Regions from separate parts of the Mus musculus genome. Here all the other regions are linked to region 1. Evidence: chromatin contacts called from public Hi-C, HiChIP or PLAC-seq and promoter capture Hi-C data. All regions are on one chromosome and are shown on one strand. Each heading gives the region's core, a stretch centred on a gene start, on an enhancer-like site or on the middle of the called end of the contact. The rest is flanking DNA. Distances are from core to core; before and after follow the strand shown.

Region 1 (3,768 bases), core at 556-3,055:
TTTTTGGACCACAGGGACATTCATTTCTCTGTTTTATTCTCACACAGACGGATTGTCTGACTGAGTGCAAAGGGCAGAAGGCACAGCAGACTTGCATGCTGAATTGATGTGCAGACACTTACAGCTGTACCAGCTGAGCCTACATGAACAGTCCTGGCCTCCATCTTCTCCCTCAGTGCACATAGAATAGACTCGATAACTCCAGGCCTGTTGGATACCACCCTTTGGATATCATTATCTGAGATACACAAGTGCAGCTTGCGAAAGACTTTCCTGCAAAGAAGGTAGGAGCACATTCTCAAAGCAGTACCATCAAGGACTGGGAGTTGAGCCCTCCCTGAAGTTCTATGCTCCCTGCAATGCCTTCCAGCCACTGGGCAGCATCTTGCTTTCTCAGAGAGCCCCTTTGTGCCCTGCACTTGAGTGGCGCATGGCTATCTCATTCTTGGCCTTTGGAGCTATGTCTCAGGAGATCGCAGAACATGGGGTGCTCTATCAGGCCATGTTCTCTGCATTCATTCTCATCTCTCTACTGGCTTGCCCTCGGTAAATCCTGTTGAGACAGCTCAACAGTACCTGGAAACCTGCAGCTGGGCCCTCTCAGCATGATCATCTCCCTTGAGGTCTCTTTTCATCTCTTCCCTCTCAAACATAAGCCCATGAGATTAGACCCAGGCCTGAGCCCAGCAATGTTTCTATTCCAATCTGAGCCAGTCTTTTGGGGGTGCCCACACAGGTTCTCCACCTTGCTCTGCTCAGACACTTCCCGAGGGCCCTCTGTGATTGGACTACATCAGACATATCTGCCCGACTCTGTCCTTGAGATCACTTATTATACACAGGCAGAGTCTTGTCTGAGGACATTTGGGGAGGTGAAGTAAAACTCTACTGATCCGTAAGGGAGCAGGCTAGCTGATAGGCTGCCCTAGCACCCCCAGGAGTGGTACTAGGGGTACTAGTGCCCTAGTACCCCTGGTTGTGGTACTCTTCTATAGGCAAGGACCCACAGTTAGGCAGTCAGAGACCCATGGCTGGAGAGAGCATCCCGGGGTCAACCTAGGTGGGCTGAGCTCCCAGGCCTTGCCTGTTGAGAAGGCTCCAGTTGCTCAGCTTCTGGTCTGTACTGCAGGCTGGGACGTAGCTGTGCAAGTCCACCAGCCGAGGGCGGAAGTGCTTCACAATCTCGGCCACCAGCACTGTGGGAATGCGAGGGGAACTTGGCTTGCCTGGTCAAGACCCTGGGTTGCAACTGTAATCCCTGACCACATGAGATGCATGGAATGGAGTGGGAAGGACACGAGCTTTTCCTGGGGAGCCCATAATTGTCCCCGAGTCTGGCACGGCACCTAGACTCCAGGTCAGACCAAGTGGTAGGATGGCCTGGGAAGCTAATACAGCGTGAGAGCCCAGGGGGAGCTGGAAGAGCCACAGGAGGCCCTGTTTGCTACTACCTTTCCTAAGGAGCACGAGTCTGGACTCAAGAACCGCTCCGTTCCCCCAACACCCACACCCGTACTAGGGGGCTGGAGGCAAGGGTGGCCCTCAGCTTTGAGTCCTCTTCATCATCCGCCCCATAGCGCCTCGCCCTCACTCGCACCACCATCACTGAAGTCCCGAGCCAAGTGGCGCTTGGGGCGGCTGAGTGGGAGCCGGTCCAGCCAGGCGCAGAGGTTATGAATATCCCCAGGCGTTGGCAGGAACGAAGCTGAGCTCGGCTTGGAAGCACTGAGCATGGCAGAGAAGTGGGTGTGCAGCAGAGAAACACAGCGGAAGAAACCTGGCGGGTTTGGACCGTTGCTGGGAGACGCGGCACAGCCGGAAGGGGCGGGGCCCTAACCGCGCTGGTCCCTCCCTCGATCCCAGGAAGGATTGGTCCTCCTGCACGCCCAGAGATCGGGCTGAATCAAGGTGGATGGTTAAAAAACGAAGGGAGATGGTAGGTGAAATTGTTTGATCTGGTGTAATAAAAACAAACTGCCATGTAGAATGTGATCTATAATCTATTGATAAAATAGAATCTTTATTAGTGAATAGTGTTTAGTCATAATTTCAACAACTAATCTGTTTCAATCCGGAGATGACGGCAACTTCTTGTCCCAACACCCCAAGAACGACGTCTTTTCCTTTCCTAAGTCTCATACACGAGTGGGATGTAGATACAGGAACTGTGCCTTGGAGAGAGGTCACTGTGTGAGGGCCAGTGCAGAAGTTGCTGGGAGGGGACTCCTGGCATTCTGTCCACCCAGAGACAGACAGACTTGATCACGCCCACTGCAGGGTACACCGCCCCTGCCTAGCAACTAGCATACGCAGATGTATGGTCTAAGCTGGCCAAGGCCAGTGAGAGGCCACTGGTTCATGAGGGCATCTGGACAGCAAGAGCCACAGAAAGATTATTCCTGAGGTAGGAACAGCGTGTGCAGGTCCAGCCTGGGTGGTGGTTGTGGTGTTGCTGAAGGAACACATTTATAGGAGCAGTGGTATCTCCAAACGTCCACAAACGATGGCCCTGGGGTGCCCTAGCTGGTCACCTCTTCTGGATGGGGACCTTCAGAGCAACCTTTGGCTCACCAGCTCCCTGCCAAGAAAAAAAGGAAATCGATATTAAAGAGGACCTGATAAGAGAGAGGTCCAGCTGAAAATACCCATTGCCAGTTCTTTAAATTTAGACTTCCACTTCCCCTAACAACAGAATGGGCCCGACCTCACAAGATGACTGTACTAGCATTTCATATATACTGTAGACTAGCCATATGAAAAGGAAAATTCCATAGCCCCCGAAAGCCGCAAGCACTGGAAAGTTCTGGCAAATTATAAAGCAGACATCAAGCCTGTTATTGAGGATTTTTTTTTCTTTCTTTTTTTTTTTTTTCAAATGTCACTAAAACTTACCAGCTAAGAAAATGAAAACAGCCACTCACCCTCCGAAACAGTGCCACAGTCAGCAGGAGGGTTCCTGCAAGATGGACTCCCCCTTCCCCTTCCCCTTCCCCTTCCCTCTGAGGCTCACCTGAGTTGCTCCAGGCACCGTCCCTCCAGTCCCGGGCTTGACTGGTGGTGTCGGGGGTGCAAAGGTTGGCTTGACCTGGGAGGAACCAGACACAGCTGACTGAGAGCATCTCCTAAGTAGGCCAAGTACGGCCCTTAGCTTCATCCTGAGGCTGTCCTGCTCAGCTCCAGCCTAGCCTGGAAGGCTTCTGTCTGCACGCAGCTCAGTAGGAAACATCTGCATGGCCTCACCGCTAGGAAGATAAAGCCCGAACCTGGCAGAGCTCCTCTTCTTGGCTAACTGTCCCAGCCAATCATCTTGCGGCCTCCCCAGTATCCCACACATTGCCCTGAAGCTTTCAGAACATGGGTCTTTAGAAGCTCAAAAGGAAAGAATTAACTAGGAAAACCCGTTTTGTTTCCACATTGTTAAAGAGGATGGTAACATGGCATGATGGGCTTTAGACACATTTTTCCCTCCCCCCCCCCCCCAGCTTCCTTTCATCCCTGCCCAGGATTCCCGTACCCTGCTCCGTTCTGCCTGCCGGGACTGTGACTAGGATGACATTTTCTTCCTTTTCTTTCTTTTCCTTTTGTTTTGTTTGAGACAAGGTTTTTCTGTATATCCCTGGCTATCTTGGACTCACTCTGTAGACCAGGCTGGCCTTGAATTCAGAGATTCAATGGTCTCTGCCTCCCAAGTGTTGGGATTAAAGGGATTTTTCAGCTCTTATATAAGTCTGAAATTAGTCCCTGGCCGGACACAGTGGTGCATGCTTT
Region 2 (3,768 bases), core at 811-3,310, 1.1 Mb after region 1:
GAGCCACAAGAAGACTCAATGAGCGTTAACTGACACCAAAGCCATACAGCCATTAAAGGAAATGCCCAGAGTCCAGGCTTTTTAGGGATGCTGAGACTGAGGCCTGTGGTCTGATGTGAGAAGTGGATACAGCTCTTGGTCCCCATGTCCTTATGGAGGCTGTTCACAGCTGTGACCACAGCCCTCTGCCAAGCCCATCCCCAAAACTGACTCTGGCCTTCCATCCAGGTACCGTGAACGCGGTGTCCTCATGCCCACCAGGTGCCTCCTTACCTGGCTACGACCACACCTGAGCCCCTGGCAGCCCTGTGTAATTATGGGTCTCCACTTTGCACTCTCCTCGAACCCTTGCCCCCCTCTACTCCCAAGCCTGGCTGCTGTAGGGCTCTGGGTGGACCTAGCGCATGCAGGGCGGGACTCTTCAGACCAGGCGTGTGCCTCCAGGCCGCACGGCGCCGCACAAACTTGTCTCCCAGGATTTTTCCACACGAAACACGTCTCCCAGGGAAGCAACCGGTCTGATGAGATGGGTGTGCAACGTTCCCACCCCACCCTCGGGTGCCCCCACGGTACCATCTCCAAACAGAGGCTGTTGCCCACAGAAGCTGGGCCCTGATGGAGCCCACCGCAGGATCTCGGACCCGGATGGAGCCCAGAAGGAATTGTCCTACAGCAGGGACCTCCAGAATGAGCCAGGGAGCCAGTGGGGGCCAGACCAGCGGCAAGGTAGGTTGCCCAGCCCCTGCCTCCAGCCACAACCAGTAGATCCCCGCCAGATTCTATCCTGGGGGTAGGGGGCTTCACCCTCGGTGCTCTCTCCCCAGCAATCTCTGACCTCTGACCTCTGACTCCCATCCTCTAGCCCTTCCTACTCATCCTGATCCTGTCCTGGATGCTGTCATTCTCTGAGCACTCTCCGTTTCCAGGACTCTGCGCCTAGTCACCCTCTGTTAATGTCTTTAAGAGTCCAGGACTCTTAAAGGGCCTGGTGTGGGACAGAGAGCTCAGGCTGAGCCCAGGGACTAGATTTTAGAAAAGTACAGCCCTTAGGATAGAGACCCAGGAATACTTAAGGGAAGTCCCAGGGAACGTGAGGCAACTTGTTCCCATACGCCAACTTTCCTAGTTTTGTCTTTTAACCTTCCCAATCTACCTAGATGGCCGGCCTAACTCACAGCATGCTAGCCTACCTGACAGGGGTGCTTGGGAGACCTTCTAGGAACAAGCTTTGGTGCCCCTCACTTCCAGTCTCCCCGCTTTCTCTAGCCCAGCTCTCCCCCCAAACCTCCTGGCCCCCCAGCCTGGCAGGTGCTGACATGAGCCTAGGCCCCTCTGAGTCAACCCCCTGGGGCAGCCCCGCCTGCCAGCCATGACTCAGATGTTGGGAACGGGGCCTCCCACCCCAGGCCTGGGGGGCAGAAGCTGGGGAGAGATGCCAGAGAGGGCCAAGCAGCCCTTCTGAAGCCTCTGTACAGGTAGAGGCTGGGGTGAGTTTCCAGATTCGCAGGTCAGGGGGTGGACATATGTCTACCTCACTGGGCTCTCTTATTGAGTTGTCAGGCCCAGGTTTAGGGCCATCATGGTACTGCTCTTGACCCTAAAACTCTAGCACTCAAGTTCTTTATCCTCTATCCGGACTCTGTAAACCTGAAACTGTGTCTGGATGCCAACCCTGCTGGGACCTCAACAAGCCTGGGTCCAGCTGTCTTGGAAGCTGCTTGGTCTTTGGTACTCTAGAGCTCCCAACCCCCCAGGCTGGGACATTCCTTCTCATATGGCTTGTAGTGACAGGCTCCCACAGGCTCCCTGCCCTACTCTCAAACTGAGAACGCTGGCACCCATGGGGTTTGGTCTGGACTTGGAAGACTGAGAGCAAGTAGAACCCACGTTCCTGTGGCCCTGGGACAGGAGGAAAGGGAAGGCCAGGCGACTTGAGGACACGCAGGGCCAGTTCTTCCGCCCAAATTCCACCTTAAGCAGGCAGAGGCCCCTCCCTCCCACCTGGCCCAGGTGTCCCCGCCCCCAGCCAAGCTCTGGGCTGGGCGGGCGGGCGGGCGTCTGTCTATGAGAGCCAGCCAGGAAGAGACTCTGGAACCGGGCCTCGAGGGACAAGACCGGGAGAGGCCCAGGACAGGTGGGCTGGCTAGTCGCCCCTGTCACTATGCAGGAAGGTAACTTCCTGCTGTCTGCCCTGCAGCCTGAGACTGGTGTTTGCTCCCTGGCTCTGCCTTCGGACCTACAGCTGGATCGCCGGGGTGCGGAGGGACCGGAGGCTGATCGACTTAGAGCTGCCAGAGTCCAGGAGCAAGTCCGAGCCCGCCTCCTGCAGCTGGGCCAGCAGTCGCGGCACAATGGGTCTGCTGAGCTTGATGGCTCCGCGGAGAGCGCCAGAGGTAGGCCAACTTTGGGTATGGTAGGCGACAGAGGGTAATGAAGTTGGTAGTGGTGACAGTGGCCGGTGGAGGTGGCCAGGGCAGGAGTGGTGGTGCCAGGGGCAGAAGCCGTCCAAGCTCGGGGTTCAGGCTTTGACTCACCTTACAGAGGCCTGTTCTGAGTCACTGCCCCGCCCCAGCAGGCATAGGGAGTAGCCTGGGTGGGGCATCTCTCCTTCCCCAGCCGGGACAGGGGTCCTGGGGCTGGGCCTACCCACTCCCTAAGTTGGAAAGACTTGGAGGCACAAGGTGAGCAGCCAGGCCCACCTGTCGGCAAACCCCCAAACACATTCCCTCCCAGCACCACAGAACACAGGCATACTTGAGGTCTCAGAGAGGCCAGAGTGCCTCCTGACCAAATGGTAACAGCATGTGAGAGAGGGGTGATCCTGGATAGAGCCCAGGTCTGTCTGGAGCAGGGGCTCCCTGAGGAATTGCAGAACTGGGCCTACCAGGAGTGACCCAGATACACTTCATGAGAATAGCCCAAAGGGTACTCCTCAGGGGCAGTGTGTGTGTGTGTGTGTGTGTGTGTGTGTGTGTCTGTGTCTGTGTCTTTGTGTGTGTTAGAGGGTCACTCAGACAGGCTGGGCTCAAGGCAGTCACTCCAGAAACATCCTTTCCATACCTGCCAGGCTACAACAACAGGAATTAAATTTAGCCAGTACAATGAACCTCTGTTCGGAGGTCCAGCCCTCAGTTCTCAGTGGTCCCATGATGTCTGGCCAGAAGGAGAGGGTTGTCTGGCAGAAGGGCAGGTCAGGAGCTGGATTGCTGCCTAAAATCTGAGCCTAAGTCTTTCTGGAGCCAAGTTGATGCCCAGGGGTCATGGGGTGGGGGAGGGTACACGGAGGGGTTAATTATCACTTGGCTACCCTGCCAATTAGGGGGAGGAGGATAGTAATTTGAGGGTGGGCGTAAGGTCCCCAGGCTGGGGTGTGCCCCCTAGGCTGGCCCTCACTAGCGTCAAAGGGTTAACAGCCCCTGCCCAGAAGCCTCATTAACCTGGGTGGATCTGGGGAACATCAGACTGTCCTCCCCCTGAGCTGAATGGGAAGGAGCGAAGGAAGGCCCCTTCCCCACACCAATACTGACCTCTGTAGCAGGTGCTCTGCTCAAAGGAGTGCTTCCCAAACCCAGAGGAGCCTTGGCAAAGGCTGAGTCCACCCAAAGCCTGCCACTGTCACCATCAACTCTTGGATGATGTTTCCTGTGTGGCCTCAACTCTGCCTCGCCTACCCTGCACCATTCTCTCTGTTCATTCTGTTGCCTGGTGGTTGTTTTGTTTGTTTTGTTTTATTTTGTTTTTTAAAGATTTACTTATTTTATGTATGTA
Region 3 (3,768 bases), core at 699-3,198, 1.1 Mb before region 1:
AAAAACTTCTCAATCAAAAAATTCCAACTGTTTGACGTTTGACATTAGGGAATAAAACCTGAATTACGAGATTTTTTTTTTAATGTGGCTGTAGTTTGAAAATACAGATTCTGTAATGTGTTAGGCTGATTAAATTCTGCCTACTAAAATCTCGTTTAGGGTAATAAATTCAGCTAACTCAGTGTCTCTGAATGCAAGCTTTTTAAAAACTCTTTTAACACAACACTGCTCTGAGTTACCCTATTCCAGTACTCCAGGACACAGAATCTCTGGACAGCATAGTCTACACAAGTTCTAGGACAGCCAGAGCTATACAGAGAAACCACGTCTTCACACTAAAGTGGGTACTGTGGCCCACACCTTTAATCCCAGCACTAGGGAGGTGGAGGCAGGCAGATCTCTGGGAGTTCACTGAGAGTGAGACCCTGCCTGGGGGGGGGGAGGGGAGTTGACACTAAAGCATTCATTTTAAAGGTTTGGAAAGCCTCTCTCTCACGTTTACTGACATGCGTTTTACCTGGTGAACTCTTGCTTCAGAGAGTACAAAGGTCAACAGGATCCTCCTCCAGTCTCAGGGCCTGAGACTCAACTCAGACTCAACTCAGGCCCACCAGGTAGCTCTCAGAAATGGACAATGGCACATAGCACCCAGGCTGGCCTTGCAAAACTAGCAGCTGTCTGCGCAGTGCTAACAGTCTGTAAAGGCTGATGCTGGGAGAGCCTTTCTGTTATTTGTGAGACAGGGTCTGGCTACAGAGCCCCGAACTAGCCTGGTACGACTGTGTAGTCCAGGCTAACCTGGAATTTGTCAAGACTCAACTTCACCCACCCCATGATGGGATTTTAGGTGTGTCACCACACCCAGCCTCACTTCCATTTTAACCTACAATCTACTTCACTGCTTGCAGTGAGCCTACTGAACTAAATTATAAGCACTTTACCCTCCTTTTGAGCTGTTGTAGCTCTCTTCCACACTACCTCCAGCCATACCCCCTCTCTGTTTTTCTCTTTGTAGACTTGGCTGTCCTGAAATTCACTCTGTAGACCAGGTTGGCCTCGAATTTACAGAAATCCCCCTGCCTCTGCCTCCTGATTGCTGGGATAAAAGGTTTGTGCCACCACTGTGCGGCTATCCCACCTCTTAACTCTAAAACCTGACAGAGGTCTGAAACCCTGTATCCTCCTCTTCCATCAGGAAGTGGCAACAAAGCAAGCCAGGGGTAAAGATTGGGGGAGAGGGGACACAGCGGCAAAGCCTGTTAATTCCAAATTCCAGCTACTCTAGAGGCTGAACCAGGAGGATCACAAGTTCAAGACCAGTATGTCTTAAAGCAATAAAATGAAAACTGGTAGTGTTGCTCGGGAAATGAGCACTTACCCAGCACGTTCAGATCTGGTTCTGTCCCCAGTACCAAGTAGGAAAAGTGAAAGGCACTACAGTCATAAATATTAATGACTTCAATCAAAGCACTGAAAATTCAACTGCAACCTCTAACTCACTTAAGCAACTCTGAACAAGGGGACGCCAAGGGCCTGAAATCTGAGCTACTCGGGAAGCTGAGGAAGGAGGATCGCAGAGTTCGAGGCTCCCCTGACCTACAGAGTCTGAAAATACAGAACTATGACAGTGTGAAGAACAGAGCAGGAAAGAAAGACCCGGCCTGCCTGTGAAGGTACTGTCTGTAAGATGCCCCGAGGCTCACCACCCAGCCCCGGCTGCACCGAACTGCATCGCGGCCTCCACTCACCGCACCCCAGCCCGCGACCCTACCGCCTCCGCGGCCCCTCTCGGCCCACTGCCTCACCCTGCAGGTTCTCCTCCCCGCTCTGCGACATGGTGGCTCGGCAAAGGAGCCCGAACCCAACTGCGACAGGCCTGGGAGGCGGTCACCGAGAGGTAGCAGGGGCAGCCTGCGCCGCTCAGTTCTGAGGCCAGGCGACACTGGACTGAGGGACAAGGGGCGGGGCGGGGCGGGACGCACGCGGCGGCGGAGCCCATTGGCTGGGGGGCGGGGCCTGCAGGTGGGGGAGGAACGCGGGGGAGCGTGTGGCACGTGCGGCGCGTGCGCCGGCATGGGCGGGGCCTGAGGCAGGAGTGCGCGGGAGGGCGGCTGTTTTTAAGGTCTAATGCAGAAGTGGACCGGGGGCTGTGCCTGAGGCTGGAGTAACTGGGACCTAGGCGGGTAGGGAAGAGTCTGGGGGCGGGGCTCGAGGTCTGAGCCTTGGGACTCCGAGGTGCGCGCATTGCAGAGGCCAAGAGGCGGGTCTTGAAGCCAGGCTGGAGGTGGGCAGACGTGGGCGGGCTCCGAGATAGGCGTGGCATGAGGACGTGCGGCCAGGTTTTTGGGCGTCTGGCCTTGGGTGCTGAGTTTGCCCCTCCTGCTCGCGGTTGACCCATAGTTCCCCAATCTCCTCCGGAACCTGCGAGCGCCAGCAATGGGAGCACACATGGTCTCGCTGTCTCTATGCACGCTTACAGATAGTTTTTTAGGTTGCATCTTTAAGAAAAATGCAGTCCGGGAGTGCTTATGTATAACTCTAGTCCCAGCCCTGGTTCGTGGCCAGGCTGGGCTGCACTGTATGAAGCTGTTTACAACAAAGCAAAACAAAAAATTTGCCAGTATTCTACTGCAGCATCAATGGCGAGTTGGGTAGTGCTGTGGTATGCTGCATGCGAGAAAGGACGGCATTTTTGGACAGGAACGGTTGGAGAGACCTTTGGAGGGCCAGTTTTGAGGATTCTGCATCCTCCCTGTAACCTACCCAGTAGCTTCTCTGTACTTGGAGGTTGGAATTCCCTCTTGATACAGTTCTGGGATAGAGAAGGGGCTTGTGAACCTCAAAAGAAGCTATCTTAGTAGCAGTGGGTCAGGTCACTAGAAGCAGCTTCATTTGGTGTTTTGTTTTTTCCCAGACAATGTCATAACCGAGGCTGGCTTTGAATTGGCTGTGTAGCAAAAGCTAACCTTGAATTTCCGATCCTACTGCTTTCGCCTCCTGAGAGCTGGGATTATAGCTATGCAGCCTTGATTTCCGTTTGTTTTGTTTGGAGTGCTAAGGTTATACGAGGGCCTTGCACATGCAAGTTCACTGCAGCTGAGCCATGTCACCAGACTGAATCTGATGTCTTTTTTTAGACAGATTCGCTTTGTAACCTACTCTGGTCTTAAACTTTTTTTCCTGCCCCAGCTTCCCAGTGGTTCCACCACTCTTAACTGAAAGCTTGCTTTCTTACAGTGCTCGGAGCTCTAGCCTAGGGCCTTCAGAACAATAAACAGATTCTCTGCTACAGACACCAAACCTTTGTCTCAACCCCCCAGGTGCTGGGATTACAGACATACTACCACACCTAGCAAGAAAAAAACAGCTGTGGTCCTGCTTGGTGACAGACTCTGTGTCCAGCAAGAAACAGCTGTGGTCCTGCTTGGTGATAGCCTCCGTGTCCAGCAAATCCAAGGGTTCAATCCCCAGCTTGCATAGATATGTGTGCCTGAATGACAAAGGGAAAGAGAAGGGTCTGGGAATTCTCTACACCAGTCTACTAAGAAAAGGAAAAACGAAAATGTGGATTTGAAGGGGTTAGGGATGTTATAAGTAGAAATTTATGTTTATCCTTTTTTTTTCTTTTTTTTTCTTTCTTTTTTTTTCTTTTTTTTTTTTTTAATGGTTTTTCAAGACAGAGTTTCTCTGTGCAGCCCTGGCTGTCCTGGAACTCACTCTGTAGACCACGCTGGCCTCGAACTCAGAAATCTGCCTCTGCCTCCCAAA
Region 4 (3,768 bases), core at 584-3,083, 1.1 Mb after region 1:
TATAGAGTCAGCAAGGAGGGAGACTGACATGATCTGAGAGTAAATCAGGATAGCTTATGTGTTTATTTAGAAAAAAAAAAACACACATTTTAAACTATCTATTTACATAGTAGCTTAATCACAGGTAATGTTGAAAGTAAACTTAATAATTCCAAGAAATATATGATCTTTCCACAAACTGTTTTTAACCCATTTTAGTGCTAATTTTCAACATCCATAATGAAAGAGTTCATCAACTTTATTACAGTATTTTTCTTAGACACAAAAGCAGTAAGTCCAGCAAGCACCTAAGCCCCTATTGTTCTCTAAGGTCCAGCAACTCCACCAGGTGCCCCTTTGACATTTCCTCTTGCACACTCTCAGTCTTTGCGGTCAGCCTATGTGGTCAGGAGGTGCCAGGCATGGAGTCTTGAGAAATAAACCCATAAGAGCAATTTTCAGTCCTCAGGGGGCCTGAGGCAGCCTTTGCACCAGGTAGCATGATAAGCATCGAGCTGTTTCCTAGTTGTGTTCCTTTGTGCCTCAGTCTTACAATATGGGCATGCTCTCCTCCTGAGCTCTGCAAAGGGAAGGTCCTGATCTCTTACTCTTTTTCCATTGTGCCACACCATCCTGACTCCTTCAGTGCCTGCTCCTGCATATGGCAGAGGGGATCAAGCCAGTCTAACTTCTCAGGATCTGCTTCTCATGGGGCAGACCAGACCTCGCCATTCATGCTGTAAGTCATGTGCCCAGGGAATCAATCATGGGCACTGCCCTATACTTACTAACTGTACTCCTGCCCTCAGCTGCCAAGGCCTCGGGCTCTGGGTCTGGGCCCATTGTTTTCCTCTCCCATTGTGTGCTTTCATCCTTGGGACCAGGTGTATCCAGGAGTTTCTGGCACCATCTTTCAGTTAGTCAATCTTTAACTTCTCTCTTCTGGGTGCAAACAGAGGGGCACAATAGGGGTTCCGAGTCATCACTCTGTGTGGCTCCACTGTGGCGGAGACTTCTTCCCAACAATGATTTGGTTTAGAGAGACTGCCGTTGTACACACTTACATTTTCTACCACAGCTCACACAAAATACCCCAAAGGAGAAAAGCGCAAGGAAACTCCCATAATGCATAGTGAGAATCGTCAAAGATGAAAGTCGAGGATGGTGGAGAACTGTGGTCTGTGATGTCCATGTGCTGGACCTTTGTCAAGTAGCAGTGGCCTCTGTGAGACCCATGCCACCTACCTCACAAACCAAGTGTGAATTTCTTGCATTAGGAGATCTCTTTAACTTCTTCCATATATGGATCCCCAACTTCTCCCTCACTGCACAGCCTCTTTACGAAGCCACTAAGGGAGCCCTGGAAGAGCCACTCTTGTCTCCCAAACCCTTCTTTGTTCCATAAACCTACTTAAGTCCGGTTTTTCACCTGCCTCTTCCATATCTACACAAGCCCTTCTGTCTTTACATACTAACCAAGGACAAACCTTTACTATACTCTGCCAATGGCAGGGGGCGGGGCGGGGGACGACGACACACAAATTGCTCTACAGCCTATATGTAGCAGCCAAACTTCTACACATGGTGACCGAAGGCTGGCCACCTTGCCTCTGGAACTTTGACTGCAACTGTACCACTTACCACTGAGACAAAGAAAATCTGGCTTCACGGCCCCGTCCTCGTTCTCAGTACAGACTTACTCAAAGCTCTCATCAGTCACCATGCTTTCTAAGGCATCCCTATCTAGGGTACGACTTCTCCATGCTTACTTATTAAATCCCAACCTTGTGCATTGTAACCTCCCCGCCTCAGCCTGAAACCTGGCTGCTCAGGTTTCACTGTTATCGGGAAGAGAGCATGTGGTGGAGCCTGCCGCCCTATCATTCTGCCACTCCCACTGCTGCTGCCTGCTGCCTAGCTGTTCCGGAGCCAAACACGTGGTCACCTGCAACTGGACTCGTAGGATGATTTGGCAGGAATGGGCCCCTTCCCCTTCTTCATAACCCAGTGTCTGGAATAGTAAAATCGAACCTTGATCAGACGGTTGTCTTGGTTCCATCTATCTCGCGCCGCCTAGCCCCCTCTTCTCTTCCAGATTCCAAGATGCCTTCCAGACTAGAACCCAGACACGTGGGCCGCTGGCCGGCCGCAACAGTACATGAACAGTGCATCATCCCTCATCCCCACAACACTCCTCCCTACGAACTCTACATCCTCAAATCTCCTTCAACATTGCTCATATCTTAGATTATCCCCTGCAAAAGGCCCCAGACTGGTAACTCCCTAGAACAAGCTCCTTACAGAGTATGATATGCTGTACTTCAAAGGGACCCACCCTCCCCCCTCCCCCCCTCCCCCCCTCCCCCCCCCACCCGCAAGCCTACAGACCAGAAGCCACATCCTCATACCCACACAACTTCCCAATAGCAGAACGAATTGTTCTTACGTGGGTTCTTGAAAGCACACTTGTTTCCAACCTTACAGCCAACATATACACTGACTCCCAATATATCTATAATATATAATACATTCTCTCCAATATCTTAATCTTGAAAGAAAGGAGTTTCCTAACCAGGAAGGGAACTTACCACAACCGAGAATCTCCTGAGAAACAAGACTCTGAGCACAAGGCTGTTCAGGTTCTGTGAAAGTCAATGAAGGGGTTAGCTAAACTGGTTGATGTTGGAACGACCCACTGTCAGCAGTACTCTTCCCTGAGCTAGAGATTCTGGACTGTCTAGAACCAAGAATGTGAGCTGGGCACTGGCTTGCTTACATTTGTTATTCTCTTCTACTGACTGTGGACATAATGTGACCAGATTGTTTCAAGCTCTGGGTGCCTTGACTTCCCCATTGTGAAGGACTGTAGCCTGGGACTGTGAACCAAGATGAACCCTTTTGTCCTTGAGTTGTTTCTGTCGGGATATTTTATCACAGACAAAATTTAGCGCTGGGTAGTAACTTTTTCTTCGCCATATGTCTTACTTAGGGTACTACTACAACGAAGAAACACCATGACCACAGCAATTCTTATAAACAAAGACATTTAACTGTGGCTGGTTCACAGCTCAGGGGTTTGGTCCATTATCACCTTGGCAGGAAGCATGGTGGCTTGCAGGCAGACATGGTGCTAGAGAGGTAGCTGAGAGTGCTAAATCTTGATCTTTGGCCAGCAGGAAAAGACTGTGTCACTAGGTCTGGCTTGAGCTTCTGAGCCCTCAAAGCCCACCCTCTAGTGACACAACTTCCTCCAACAAGGCCACACCTTTGTATAGAGCCACTGCCTATGAGCCTATGGAAGCCATTTTCTTTGAAACCACCACAAGGTAGAATTTGGGATTTTTTAAAGATTATTTTTATGTGTAGGACTATATTGATTGTCTATATGTCTGTGTACCTTGAGTGTGCCTGCTGCCCAGAAGTGGACATCAGATCCCCTGAAACTAGAGTTACAGACAGTTGTGAGCCTTCATATGGATTCTGGGTCCTCTGCAAGAGCAGCAAGTGCTCTTAACCACTGAGCCATCTCTTTGGCCCTTGATTTGGGGTCTTTCTTCTCTTTACTTTAAACAGGGTCTCATTTTGCAGCCCAAGCTAGCCTCTGACTCGCTATTATCCTTGCTCAACCTCCCAACTGCTAAGATGATCAGACTGAACTATAGCCCCGGCTGTCCTGCAACTCACTCTGTAGACCAGGCTGGCCTCGAACTCAGAAATCTGCCTGCCTCTGCCTCCTGAGTGCTGGGATTAAAGGCGTGCACCACCACACCTGGCTCTTTCTTCCTTCCT
Region 5 (3,768 bases), core at 503-3,002, 1.0 Mb after region 1:
ACGTAAGTATGCTGTTTCTGCTGATAATGCAACTGGGAAATACATCGGTGTCCCACAACTCTTGTGTAGATACAACAGGTCACTCTACAGATATCTGAAAGCCACTTCTGCTAACAACGTTGGTTCACCCCAAGGTCTCCAAATGTCATGGGAAGAGAAGCCACAGTCTCTATCTTCAGATTCTGCCCGTTCCTTAAAGTTTTGATGAGCTTACTTCTTCACATAGACATGCTGATCCCACAGACCTTCTGGGTCCATTTGTCTGCGTGGAACGGGTCTCTGGTCACAGGTGGGCAAAAAGTCGGCGAATGACAGACAGACCAACACACGAGATTGTGTAGAATCTGAATGTAATTTGTCAAATTGAGCATCAAACTTTTTATATAGAAGAAAATAGGGAAGTTAGGTGACACATCAGCAAGGTACAAATGAGGTTACCAGATGCTTAAAGACTCTTACACAAAACAGAGGAATGTAAACACAAAGACTGGCAGGAACTGGGCAATAAAACAACTGAGACAAAGTCAGCCCTATCTAAGGTCAGCTATAGTCTCAGAAGCCAGGTGTGAGGTCTTTACACTCCTAGGTCAAGGGCTTTCATACCCAAGTTATGGTTCTAATTAGGGAGTTCTGCTCTAGCTAACGATCTCATGAATAATGCAATATTCTAAAACCACAGCCTGGTCTACTTCCTAAACCATTGTAAATTCCTGTATATGGGAGCAACTTGGCTTTTATTGTAAGTGATAGTGTAGTACTAGAGGCAATTCTGAATGTCACTAATTAGGCAACATTCTTACTGAATTCCAAGCCCATGATCAGCTCAAGGACTTTCTAGGATGTTGGAACACTGGCGAAGGCTTAGCTATGTCAGAATTCAATCTTAAAAGGCACTTATAATAAAATAATACTAAAAGAGAGCATGTGGGTCCATACACCAGACTAACACAGGGATAGGGTATGAGTATATGGGTTAATGAGAATGCCAAGGTTCCAGGAGGTGAATTCCTTTTGAAACTCTATGCCTCGTGAGTGCTCCCAGGCTTCTCAGCCTGTCAAGCAGACTTCACTGGAGTGTGTGTGGCAGATCATCAAGAAACATTGTAATGCAACCCAGAGTGTAGGCACCCAGGCCTTTAATCCCAGCACCCAGAGACAAAGGCAGGCAGATCTCTGTAAATTCCAAGACAACCAAGGCTATGTAGAGAAATCCTGTTTTTAAGAAAAGAAAGACGGAAGGAAGGAAGGAAGGAAGGAAGGAAGGAAGGAAGGAAGGAAGGAAGGAAAGAAGGATGGGAGAGAGAGGAAGAAAGAAAGAGAGAAAGAGAGAAAGAGAGAAAGAAAGAAAGAAAGAAAGAAAGAAAGAAAGAAAGGAAGAAAGGAAGAAAGGGAGGGAGGGAGGGAGGGAGAGAGAGAGAGAGAGAGAGAGAGAGAGAGAGAAAGGAAGGAAGGAAGGAAGGAAGGAAGAAAGAAAGAAAGAAAGAAAGAAAGAAAGAAAGAAAGAAAGAAAGAAAGAAAGAAAACAGAGCTGGGTAGTGGTGGTGCACGCCTTTAATCCCAGCACGCGGGAGGCAGAGGCAGACAGATTTCTGAGTTCGAGGCCAGCCTGGTTGTAGACAGCCAGGGCTACACAGAGAAACCCTGTCTAAAAAAAAAAAAAAAGATTGTAATGTTGGTCAGTGTAGCCTAGACTTGCACAGTTACTCACTCCACCCTTTACGTTAAAGATTGCCACAAGCTAGCATGACCACAAACACCCAAACCACAAACACCCAGAAGGAGAAGAAGGCCTCTATTGTCTGGGGAGATCTTTGTCTCTGACCGGAGATGACTGCATATTTGCCCCGTTAGCCCACCTCACGCTATCACTTTTCCTTCCCTATATTTGTAACTTGAAGCTCCAGACTCAAGAGGTTAATTTGCCGGGAATGGTTCACTTTTGGGTTCTTGGCCAAAACAAAAGGCTCCTTCCTTACCCATTACTCTCTTGAGTCATGGGTCTCATCAAGTGACAGCAGCATTCGTTGGAACTGTTCTGACTCCATCACTCCAGAGAAGTTTGCCAGAGTCCCTATCTCCAGCTCTAGAAAGCCCTGTACAGACTTCCCTAGAGAGTGAGAAAGCATCTAGAAAAGGACTTGTCTTGTTCCAGGGCACTGGCACCATGTGCAGGAGAACAGAGAGAGCTGTGACTGGGAACACTCTCAGACACAGTGGAGGTCATGATGAAGGCATCTGGATAGAGTGAGACATAATGGAGACAGACCGTCATCGGTCAGGTGGCAGAGGAGATTTATAAACCAGGATAGCTAGGGGAAGCCATGTGCGGTGCTGAGAGGACAGCCAACACTGAGCTTGAAGCTTCTTACAAAAGAGCCGCAGTTTTATCCATCATGTACCGACCAATCTATGGGCTAACTGGTGCAAGCATCGATCAGCAAGTCTAGTTCCATGGTTGGCTCTGGACAGGGCTTTGTCACCAACAGCAGACTGTCCTGGTCCACAGATCTGTGCCTCCCTGAGCTGATGAGTATGTGTGAAGGCGAGTGAATTGATTGATCCGGTCTCTAACAAGCAAAAACACTAGCAGGATGAGACGCTCAGTGCTAACCAGAGTTGCTAGAACGTACCATGAAATACCTAGCTGCAACTGGGGACGCTGCAAGAACCGAGGGGCTCCACTGACTTTTTTTTTTTTTTTAAAGATTTATTTTATTTATTTATTTATTATATGTAAGTACACTGTAGCTGTCTTCAGACACACCAGAAGAGGGCATCAGATCTCATTACGGGTGGTTGTGAGCCACCATGTGGTTGCTGGGATTTGAACTTCAGACCTTCGGAAGAGCAGTCGGGTGCTCTTACCCACTGAGCCATCTCACCAGCCCTCCACTGACTTTTATCAAGGAGTTAGAGGTCATTTGCCCTCACCCTCAGCTTTGCCACAGGCAACACCTCTGACTTGGTTACTGTGCGAACTGGTGAGGTAGCAAAAGCTACCGGAGTTGTTTTTCAGAAAGCTAGAAACCACTTTCCTTTATCTCAGACTGGATGAAACCACTCATCCTTCAGTAGCCAGCATCTCCTAGACATGCCCCTCTCAGGAGCCACAATGATCGCAGTCTTCATGCCCTTCATCTCACACCACTAGACTTTAGCCCACTACAAAGAACTTGACATCTGCTTTCTTGTCTGTGTGCCTAGCGAATAACCGTTTTCTCTTCGACAAACCTTGTCCTTGTCATGATTAGCACCAAGTGGTGACACATCTCTCAGGAAAATTCACCCAGCCAGGTTTCTCTCTGGGAAACCATGAAGCCCAGAAACTCTCTGCAGGAGACCTGAATGTTGGTGTCAGCGGGGGAAAGGCTTCAAAATAAGTGTTATAAGCCTGTCCCCAGACTAAAGCCTGGTGGCGAGAATTGAGGGGAGGGGTGGCACCGTGGTGACCTGAACAACAGAGTATCAGTGAGTGTGTGGAAAACCAAAGCACAGAAACAAATGAAAATTCTGTGGCGAGAGTGCAGCATCTGGACCATCACACTGAATATGGAGTTCCGGCTTTCCGCGGAGCACACCGCGGCTGCCAGACCCTCCCTGATCACCACGGCAAGAAAAAGGTGAAGGAAACAGAACTCGGCTACATTTTACACAATGCCACCATAAAAACTGGAAATAGGGAATCTGCAAATGTACAGAACAGGAGGCCTGAGGACAGAAGAGGGAGATGCTACACCCTTCCTACAGAGGCTTCAACGACCTCCTCAG

The links. Promoter capture Hi-C pulls out the DNA fragments that hold promoters and counts their contacts. A called contact is a pair of places that touch in the nucleus more often than the background predicts. HiChIP or PLAC-seq counts read pairs in DNA pulled down with a chosen protein or histone mark.
Region 2: a promoter capture Hi-C map of hippocampal neurons shows a contact between it and region 1, with 4 times the contacts expected there. The contact joins the promoter of Pkp3 here to the promoter of Spef1l in region 1. A contact is called at or near these places in 3 of 39 promoter capture datasets (cranial neural crest, embryonic stem cells and hippocampal neurons) and 5 of 115 datasets of contacts at active chromatin or transcription factors (embryonic forebrain, embryonic hindbrain, embryonic stem cells and 2 more).
Region 3: a promoter capture Hi-C map of liver shows a contact between it and region 1, with 2.5 times the contacts expected there. The contact joins the promoter of Bnip3 here to the promoter of Spef1l in region 1. A contact is called at or near these places in 2 of 39 promoter capture datasets (liver and neutrophils), 1 of 115 datasets of contacts at active chromatin or transcription factors (pancreatic cancer cells) and 1 of 9 other capture datasets (adipose tissue).
Region 4: an H3K27ac HiChIP or PLAC-seq map of extraembryonic endoderm stem cells shows a contact between it and region 1, with 5 times the contacts expected there. The contact joins the enhancer-like site here to the promoter of Spef1l in region 1. A contact is called at or near these places in 7 of 39 promoter capture datasets (HPC-7-derived erythroid cells, cranial neural crest, embryonic stem cells and 4 more), 3 of 484 Hi-C or Micro-C datasets (bone marrow-derived macrophages, cortical neurons and peritoneal macrophages) and 5 of 115 datasets of contacts at active chromatin or transcription factors (acute myeloid leukemia, astrocytes, bone marrow-derived dendritic cells and 2 more).
Region 5: a contact with region 1 is called in a Hi-C map of bone marrow-derived macrophages, with 11 read pairs. The contact joins the enhancer-like site here to the promoter of Spef1l in region 1. A contact is called at or near these places in 2 of 39 promoter capture datasets (hippocampal neurons and pre-B cells), 1 of 484 Hi-C or Micro-C datasets (bone marrow-derived macrophages) and 2 of 115 datasets of contacts at active chromatin or transcription factors (bone marrow-derived dendritic cells and pancreatic cancer cells).

The regions. Positions count from the first base shown.
Region 1 is chr7:139,976,950-139,980,717 of GRCm38.p6, forward strand. Spef1l (sperm flagellar 1 like) reads right to left here and starts at 1,806. Exons shown (of 7, transcript NM_001033465.3): 1 at 1,598-1,806; 2 at 1,085-1,196; 3 at 123-273. The coding sequence starts at 1,733. Adam8 (a disintegrin and metallopeptidase domain 8) reads right to left here. Exons shown (of 24, transcript NM_001291066.2): 23 at 3,011-3,085; 24 at 1,983-2,578. The coding sequence ends at 2,528. Gm16201 (a long non-coding RNA gene) reads left to right here. Exons shown (of 5, transcript XR_389973.3): 5 at 48-2,031.
Region 2 is chr7:141,077,709-141,081,476 of GRCm38.p6, forward strand. It overlaps Pkp3 (plakophilin 3), which reads left to right and starts at 2,061. Exons shown (of 13, transcript NM_019762.2): 1 at 2,061-2,393. The coding sequence starts at 2,162.
Region 3 is chr7:138,907,558-138,911,325 of GRCm38.p6, forward strand. Bnip3 (BCL2/adenovirus E1B interacting protein 3) reads right to left here and starts at 1,949. Exons shown (of 6, transcript NM_009760.4): 1 at 1,806-1,949. The coding sequence starts at 1,836.
Region 4 is chr7:141,036,423-141,040,190 of GRCm38.p6, forward strand. No RefSeq gene overlaps it. Among named protein-coding and RNA genes, the nearest start is that of Ifitm6, 21 kb to the left of the region's middle. Within about 2 kb of position 1,834, at least 29 of the 459 cell types and tissues checked have an H3K27ac peak or open chromatin away from gene starts, as enhancers often do. A contact at or near this core is called in embryonic stem cells and extraembryonic endoderm stem cells, where this site is marked.
Region 5 is chr7:140,980,154-140,983,921 of GRCm38.p6, forward strand. No RefSeq gene overlaps it. Among named protein-coding and RNA genes, the nearest start is that of Ifitm1, 14 kb to the left of the region's middle. Within about 2 kb of position 1,753, at least 81 of the 459 cell types and tissues checked have an H3K27ac peak or open chromatin away from gene starts, as enhancers often do. A contact at or near this core is called in bone marrow-derived dendritic cells, bone marrow-derived macrophages and pancreatic cancer cells, where this site is marked.